2 separate regions of the Gossypium hirsutum genome follow, and region 1 is linked to region 2. A link is a contact called in public Hi-C data. All regions are on one chromosome and are shown on one strand. Each heading gives the region's core, a stretch centred on a gene start, on an enhancer-like site or on the middle of the called end of the contact. The rest is flanking DNA. Distances are from core to core; before and after follow the strand shown. Region 1 holds the start of LOC107918844 (beta-glucosidase 40). Region 2 holds the start of LOC107893924 (alpha-1,4 glucan phosphorylase L-2 isozyme, chloroplastic/amyloplastic).

Region 1 (4,159 bases), core at 1,282-3,781, 200 kb before region 2:
CATCCTACAAGAGAGGACAAAACTTTTAGCGGATAAACACCGAGCACCTATGCAAGTAGCCAGTGAATATCAGATAATAAATGAAATAATGGTCTAGCCATTTGTAAAAAAAGGCTGAAAAGGTTGTTCCCTTAGGATGTAATATGTAAGTTGAGTGATCAGAAGTACCGCAAATGCTATTTGAAGAAATGCTTCAGGAAATGAGGAAGAGTCATGATGCCTGTTTAGCTGAAACCGCAGGTTTTTGGCATCTACAACCTATTCAAGCAGCAAAAAAGAAAGATGATGAAGAAATAGTGTTGGTTGTTTCGAGTCATCTTTCTCCAGCACAGAAAAATGTATATCAATAACTTAAGCTTCACAATGTCTAACTATACATAAGCAAAACATTGATGCGTATATAGGCAACATGAATGAAAAATACATACAGACAAATACCTCAAAGTAAAACACAACAAATACTACTCAGTTTCTATTAAATTACTTTCATAATGTACTAAAACACGCCTGCTATTCAGTTCAATATGCTAAGCTAAGACAACTATAGGAACATGAAAACCCGTTATTCAGTTCAATACACTAAATTACCGAAAACTATAGGAGCATGAAAACCGGTTGTTCAGTTTGATATCATGTCATTCTCAAGAAGTAATCCACATTCAGCAAATTATACAAATACTTTCCATATAACCACATAAGCATATTGATTAAAGAGAACGATGACAGCAAATTGAACACAAAAACCCCATAAAGAAAAAGGACAACAAGGAGTCTAAATGCCACACACACAATCTATCCGAAGTCGTTGAATTCATATTCGAGACCGTAAATGTACTTAGTCGCTTACAGTAACTATAGAATCAAGCTTGACTGAAGATTCCAGTTGATCATCCAGCCAAAGAACGGATGCCAGAGGAGCAGGGTTTGCTAACCCTGTGGTCTCTAACAGTATATGATCAAGTCTATCAACAAAAAGAACAACATATTCACTGGTCATCACATCAAAAATAACCCAAACACTGTTGATAATCAAGTTTAGTGTTGAAAAAGTTGAACAAAAAAGAAGGGTGAAATGGGGTAGTCTCACTTTTTCTTCATTTGAACAAGTTGTTCCAGTGCTTGAACCAAACTATGTTTAACAGTGCAACAAACACACCCATTAGCTAGCTCAACCCATTCTTCAACAAGGGCACCACTTTCTCCTTCGTTTATCATAGCCCTTTCAACTCCAATCTCTTCACCAAACTCATTCAAAATCACAGCAATCCTTTTCCCATGTTGGGCATTCAATATATAATTAACAAGCTAAAAAAATTAAAAAAAAAACACTTTCATCAGCTATAAGAAAGATAATCAAAACAAAAAAGTGTTTTGATGAGTTGATTTGATTACAGTGGATTTGCCAGCACCGAGGTAGCCAGTGATGACTGTTACCCCAACTGAAACGTAGTCGTTTTGAGGTTTCTCTTGATCAGATTGGGAAGGTTCCTCCACCGTTTGGTCAATTCGAATAGCAAGAGGTGGCTCTTCTTGGTCGTCAGCCATTATTTTTCCTCCTTCCTTTTTGCGTCTCAAAGACAAACTTGGGGGTTTATGGGATTTTGGAGAAATATGGGTCCTCAATCCTTCTCTTATACTCATAGGCCTACATGCTTGATTTTGATTTGGAGTCCGCTTTCAATGCTTTGGAACTTGGGTGAGTCAACCCAGTGCTGGTTTTGGGCTTTTACCTAATTTTTGTCCAACCCTAAAAAAATAGTTTTCGATGTTATATCTGTTGATGCAAAGATTGTCAGAATGTATCGATAACATCATGAGGTATTGTTCCTTTTACAAGTAAAGATCGTTTCCATAGCTTTGTTCACTGAGAAAGGACATAGATCGTGGGTATGTGATACTTGTTATATATAATTATGATGTGAGATTATATTTTTTTCTTATAAAACACTAGACCTCTCCTTAAATAAGGATGTGGATTGTGTTTCTATTAAGCTTTCATAAATATCATCAATTGTTGATATCTTTTTGGTGATGGGACGAGCTTGAATGTAACTTTTTAAGATAAATATTTTAAAATTTAAAAATTTAGAGTTCATTCAAGATTAATATGAATCAAAAAGTGTCGAACATTATGCTTCTTGATGCTGTCTCATACTTAAATGAGGAATGCAAGCTAAGCGTGTATGGAGAGGAAATAGTCTATACCTTATTTTTGGGTTGCCCAAGAGAATGCTTTGAGATTGTTTATTGGTGGACAATCTGGCCATGTTGGCGTGCTAGTTTGCCCAGCAACCAAATTATTGAGTTGCAACCTTTAGTGTCCTTTCTGACAAGATTATTGATCCTAACAAGCTACTTGTCGTCTCAAGTAATTAGCTTTCATATCTTTAATTTCTGTGTGTATAGTCTTTTGTGTTCACATGTTTTTAAAGAAATAAAATTCAAATATCACATCAATAAGCCGAAGTGATTTTTGCTCAAAATTAGGAGTGGAGGCCTGGCTGAAAGGACAAAATCACAAAGCCCTATCCAATCGCACTTTGTGGCTGGTACTTTGGGCAGGTAAAACAAGAAAACACCAACAGGGTCGGGGATTCCCATTGCCATTGGTAATACAAACAAAACATACCAGAGAGGAAAAGCATCCTTAGAACAAGAAAAAAGCAATATACTTGCATATATATAGATAAAAAAACTAATATTATATAAAAGCAAATAGAAAATCAATACAAAAATATCCTCTAGTTGAAGAGAAATTTATGTTAGAAGAAAAAAAAAAACCATGCATACGAGGAAAGACATTGCTTTAGCAATAACAATAGTTGTTGTTGGAATTCAAGCAGGCTTGTCTGAGATCAATAGAGCCGGTTTTCCAAAGGGCTTTGTTTTTGGAACTGCTTCTGCTGCATTCCAGGTTTTGGTCTTTTAATTTCTTTTCTTAAATTATTCTTTTCAAGCAAACTCTGTATGTGATTTGGGTATTGTTTGTTTTATCTAATTTTGAATTTTACATAGCAATAAATAAATAAATAATACCCACAGCTCCTAGTTTTCCTGGAAAATAAATAGTATCAACTGTTCCTTTAGTGGTTCATACAAAAAAGGGATAAGAACTTGGGATTCAATTGTCAAGACTTTGGAGAGCAGGGTTTTGTTGAGGTGGGATAAAGTTAAAAACTTTGGAGGGCCAGTGCTAAAAAGAGTATTACAATAACTTAAATTGTTCATTTAATAAATGAGCTAAAAAGGTTAAACTGAATTAGTTATATCTAAAAGGGGCTAAAAGAGAAATTAGACCATTTAACCGAATAGCCTTGAAATTTTGACAATGAAATAAGAAACCTTGGAAATAACCAAGTCAATGATTTCTTCTTTGGAAGGATTAAAGATACTAAAATGGCCTCTATGTACCCTTTTTCTTAATGGAAAGAATTTATGATACTACTAGCGTAAACTCAATTTGTTTGCTGTTGAAATGAATGCTTGAATCACATGCCATATTAATTAAAACAAGTTAAACAATTCTGATAATTACAACTCAACTTTTTTAAATACTATATTTTTTTCCAGTATGAGGGAGCAGTGAAGGAAGATGGAAGGGGACCAACTATTTGGGATACATTTTCAGGTATATGTACCTTAGCCATATTCATATGCAGATATAATGTATGATCCTGCAAATATATGAAAAAGTTAAAACATAGAATATATCCGTGCTGAATTATATTCCTGTACGTATTCAAGATTCACTTGAGCTCTGATTTTTAGTGAAATGGAACGTTTATTCCATGATCGCAGGGATAATAATTGATGGAAGTAATGCTGATGTTGCTGTAGATCAGTACCACCGCTATGTTGTAAGCCTACAACAAAACCAGCATCGGCAATTTGCTCATATCAAATGATTTGATTCATTTTCCTACAATATATGAACAGCATGTGATTTTGTTTCCATGAAAACAGGAAGATATACAACTGATGAAAGACATGGGGATGGATGCTTACAGGTTTTCAATAGCTTGGTCTAGGATATTCCCTTGTGAGCTTCCCAATTTCACTTGCTCTTAAAGCTTTTATCTTGTAAGAGAATAAAAAAAAATGGTGAAAAAAATGTGTAACAATTTGTCTTTTTCTTAAAATTGGAACAGATGGTACAGGA
Region 2 (4,069 bases), core at 1,359-3,858:
GCTGGTGTCTAAAGAAGACAATTCCGTTGATGTAAGCATACTCAAGGTGACAACCGAATTTCGATACAGGCAGTGTGCAAGCCAGAGTTCCAAATCTCGGTCATCACACAATATCATTGTCCTGTTTCTCCCAAGACTACAAGAACTTCTTGGCTTTAAAGTGCATCAAAAGCATGAAGGAATGAATGAGTGTGAATTCAAACCTTTTCTGCATTATTCATTGCTGAATAAGCTTTGGCATGATCTCCAGCGTTGAAAGCACTTAAATCAAACTTTTCTGGTGCAACTTTAGTAGACCATAGTCGGAGGTTAATTGTAGTTTTAGTTTTATATCCTGGTATAGGGACATCATAAGCAACAGCAGTTATATCTTCTCCTCCAACCCATTCTTTGATTCCTTCAGGGCCTGAAATGACTTCACCATAAAATTTTACAGGGTATGACACATCATTTCTCACAATTTCCCATGGATTTCCCATCTGCATTGATAAGCAATAAATAATAATTAAGAAAACAAGAAAATGTCCTAACTAGACTCTTAAGATATGCCTGAAGTACCTTGTCCAAGACATATTCAGACCGATAATGGGATATGATACTCCAAATATATAGAAAATTTTGAGAACATTCGTGTTGGACACATAACTTTAATATAATTTTGTAATTAAAAGATACCTCAAGCCAATTTTCTGCAACTTCCTCCTGACCATCTTTTGTAATATACTGTTTAAACAATCCATATTTGTATCTAAGTCCATATCCCCAAGCAGGGTAATTTAATGTTGCTAAGGAGTCCAAAAAGCAGGAAGCTAAACGTCCTAAGCCACCGTTGCCAAGTGCAGCATCTGGTTCCTGGTCAGCAAGAAACTGAAAACTTCAGTAACTCAAATAAAGCAAAAATGTGCAAAGCATAATGAATTTGCTTGAAAGGAATTCACCATTAAGTAAAACATGTAAAGGTTTTGTTTCCCTTTACTGATTACAGTTGCCAGGTCTTTCTTGGATAATTAAATTTCCCATTTTAAGCAAGTTCATTACTTTTTTCAACCTTCCGGTCTTAATTATGCTAAATATAAGTGTTTTTAAAATCATGAAGGATCTAACCTCCCTAGCTACATCCTCCAAATTGTGTCCCAGTTTCTTCAAAGCTTCTGCATAGGCTCCTGTAAGCTCTAAGTTACCAATGGCATTCAGCAAAGCTCTACCCTGCATCAATGGTGACTGGGAATATTTAACAAACATTTGGCCAAGTAATTTGGTTCCAAAAACCAAATAAATATCAGGAAAAAGTGGACAAATTTAAGGCCAAATTAACCTGTAGATACTCCATAGAAAGATAATATGCTTGCTTCACATTGATTTTCTCATAGTAAGCATATGTAGCATTCCAGTTTATAATAAGCGAATCACGGACGCTTTCGGCTGTTGCTTTGAACGCCTTGGGGAGCTCGAAATGGTCCGGCGCAAATGAGGGTGTGAACTCAGAATGGTATTTAATACTTGATGCAATGGATGCAGAATCTGGAACAAATGTATCTAAAGAAGCTGCAAATCACATCAACATATCACATTAATGATTCAAATGACCAAACAAAAAGATCAATAAAACACCATGATCAACATATTTAGGGGGTTTTGAGATCCATTAGTGGAAAGAAGTGAAAAACAAAGATAAAAAGAGGACCCTAAAAGCCACTTTAGCATTATATATTAGGGAATTCTTGAACCAAGTAATCTAGGGTACAAAACCCTTCAAGCCTCCATTACGAAACTATTCAAAACCTTCCCTTCACTGCCTACTAATAGGTTTATAAAGAGAAAAATACTATGAAATTGCATTAAGTGACTAAAAAGTGAAAGTAACCTTCTTCAGTGATTTGACCTTCTTCTTTGAGGTCCTGCCTTTGGTCACTGGCAACACTTTTGATAATGAATTTTCTCCTTGAAAAAGTAAAGCTTGAACCTTTTTTTAGGAAGAACAAATTTGGGTTCCTTGCTTTATAGTTAAAACAAATGAAGGTGGAGTGAAAACTGGTTGCAGAGAAAGGTAGAGACGCCATTGTTCCTGGTTTTCTTTATTAGTTTCCACCAATCACTACCTTTCCCTTCAGTTCAGAAAGAGTAAGAATGTTTCTATGATATTTAAAAAAAAAGAACAAATGAGTGAAAGAGAGAGTGTTGCTTTTGTCGTCTTATCTTCATTTTGGCGCTTCATCATCATCATCATCATCCTTATCTCAATTTCTCATGTTATAAACGAGGGAAATTAACACTATAGTTATATCGTGTTCTTGAAATTAACGGATGCCATTTTGCTTAATGAAGTGTTATTTAGATTTGTAGTAACTCTCTTGTTTGTTAGTGAAATGGGTGTCATTAACATCTTGTTTGCAGTCAAAAGCATTTGATAAAAGTAATAATGATGCCATTAATGGAGATTATAGCATGTTTCAAACCAGATATTTCTGACCAAATAAAAAAATCAAAGATTGCGTTGGAGGTTAATTGTTAAGGAGGATGAGGTAACCAAATTAAATTAAGACCGTTGGAAGAGGGGAAAACAGGAGATTTTGGTCACATAGGAGAAGTTGAAGCATGTTTGGTTGTTGAAAGGGCAGAGAGGGAGGGACCATCCTAAGTAGAGGCCATGGCTTGTCGTTATATTAGATATTTTGCAGCAAAGAGGAAAAAATGTGATGCTTTTAAATAGAAACTTTATGAAAATTCTAGTCAAGCCAACCCCAAAATTTTTAGCTTTTACCAAAATTTCTCACATAATCTATTCCTATTCACCCTATTTATTTAAATGATTTAAATTTTTACACAAATATGTGTTTAAAGATTTAGTCGAAAATGTGGTTAATTTAAACTCATGGATTAAATTGTAAAAAATTAATTGTTATAGATTTTTAATTAGGGAAAGACTTGAAGACTTAAATAGCAATTATCCTAAGGACTAAAATGGCTAGTAGACCAATTCAAAATGGATGATAGTGGGATCTGATGTTAACTATCATTAGCATAGGTTAATTAAATATTAGAGTTTAATTAATCATGATTAAGTAAACTAATTAAGATTAACTAAAATTAATCTTAGTATATAAGTAAAACTTAGTGGGAAAAGATGACAAAAGTCATCATATTCTTCCCAAATGCCACCATCCACCATTGTTATGTTAAGAAGAAAAGCTTCAAAACTGAAGTAACATTCGATCAACATTACAAGTAAGTTTTTAGCCATTTTTTTATAGATTTTTTTTATCATGAGAGCTTGATTGAGGTAACCCGTATATCAATTTGTTTAATTAGTGAGATTTTGATAAGTTACCATTGTTGAGAATTGGATGAATTAGGTATGAAATTGATAGAAATTAAGCTTAGGTTATGAAAATGACTAAATTGTACAGCTTAACAAACTTGATTGTTAGCTTGTTTACATCAGGGACCAAATTTAATAAAAAGAAAACCTATTATGAAATTATGGTAGAAATAGAAAGTATAAAGTCTTTAATGAATAGCTGTGAAATCAGATTTCAATTTAAAGCTTTAGACTGAAAGTTGTGCTTGTCTTGGTTTTAAGGGCTAAATTGAATAAATTACAAAATATGCATGAATTGATATTTGGTTGTAAATTGATTGGAAATTGATAGTGTGTTATATTTTGACTGCCCATAACTGACATCAACGTGAAACCTTTGGAAAGGAAAGGAAAAGCGAAAGTTGTTAACTAGTGACACAAGACCATGGTTTGTACTTTTTATAATTCGAGATAGAATTAATTGTTTGCATATATATGTTAGTTGAATGAGAGCATGTCAAGGTGAGTATGCCTTGATGATATGAAATGTTATGTTGAGTTTTGGTATGGATTATCAGGATAGGTGACTAAAATGAAAAATGACATTAAATACTTGAATTGTGATATGTGATATAGAAATTGAAATGAAATATGTTATATAATATGAAATATATGTATTTGATGATGAAATGAGATTGTAATTATGAAAATGATATGAGATCTAATGTGGACTGAATTGCAAAATGAAATTGAACATTAGTACCTATTAGT

Evidence for each region. A called contact is a pair of places that touch in the nucleus more often than the background predicts.
Region 1: a Hi-C map of leaf shows a contact between it and region 2, with 2.7 times the contacts expected there. The contact joins the promoter of LOC107918844 here to the promoter of LOC107893924 in region 2. A contact is called at or near these places in 4 of 34 Hi-C or Micro-C datasets (hypocotyl and leaf).

The regions. Positions count from the first base shown.
Region 1 is chrD13:16,046,813-16,050,971 of Gossypium_hirsutum_v2.1, reverse strand. LOC107918844 (beta-glucosidase 40) reads left to right here and starts at 2,531. Exons shown (of 12, transcript XM_016848427.2): 1 at 2,531-2,914; 2 at 3,571-3,628; 3 at 3,799-3,857; 4 at 3,964-4,039; 5 at 4,149-4,159. The coding sequence starts at 2,783. LOC107918349 (COBW domain-containing protein 1) reads right to left here and starts at 1,923. Exons shown (of 9, transcript XM_016847883.2): 1 at 1,393-1,923; 2 at 1,088-1,305; 3 at 848-962; 4 at 169-258; 5 at 1-4. The coding sequence starts at 1,641.
Region 2 is chrD13:15,849,863-15,853,931 of Gossypium_hirsutum_v2.1, reverse strand. LOC107893924 (alpha-1,4 glucan phosphorylase L-2 isozyme, chloroplastic/amyloplastic) reads right to left here and starts at 2,608. Exons shown (of 15, transcript XM_016819070.2): 1 at 1,865-2,608; 2 at 1,316-1,545; 3 at 1,105-1,206; 4 at 676-852; 5 at 204-479. The coding sequence starts at 2,060.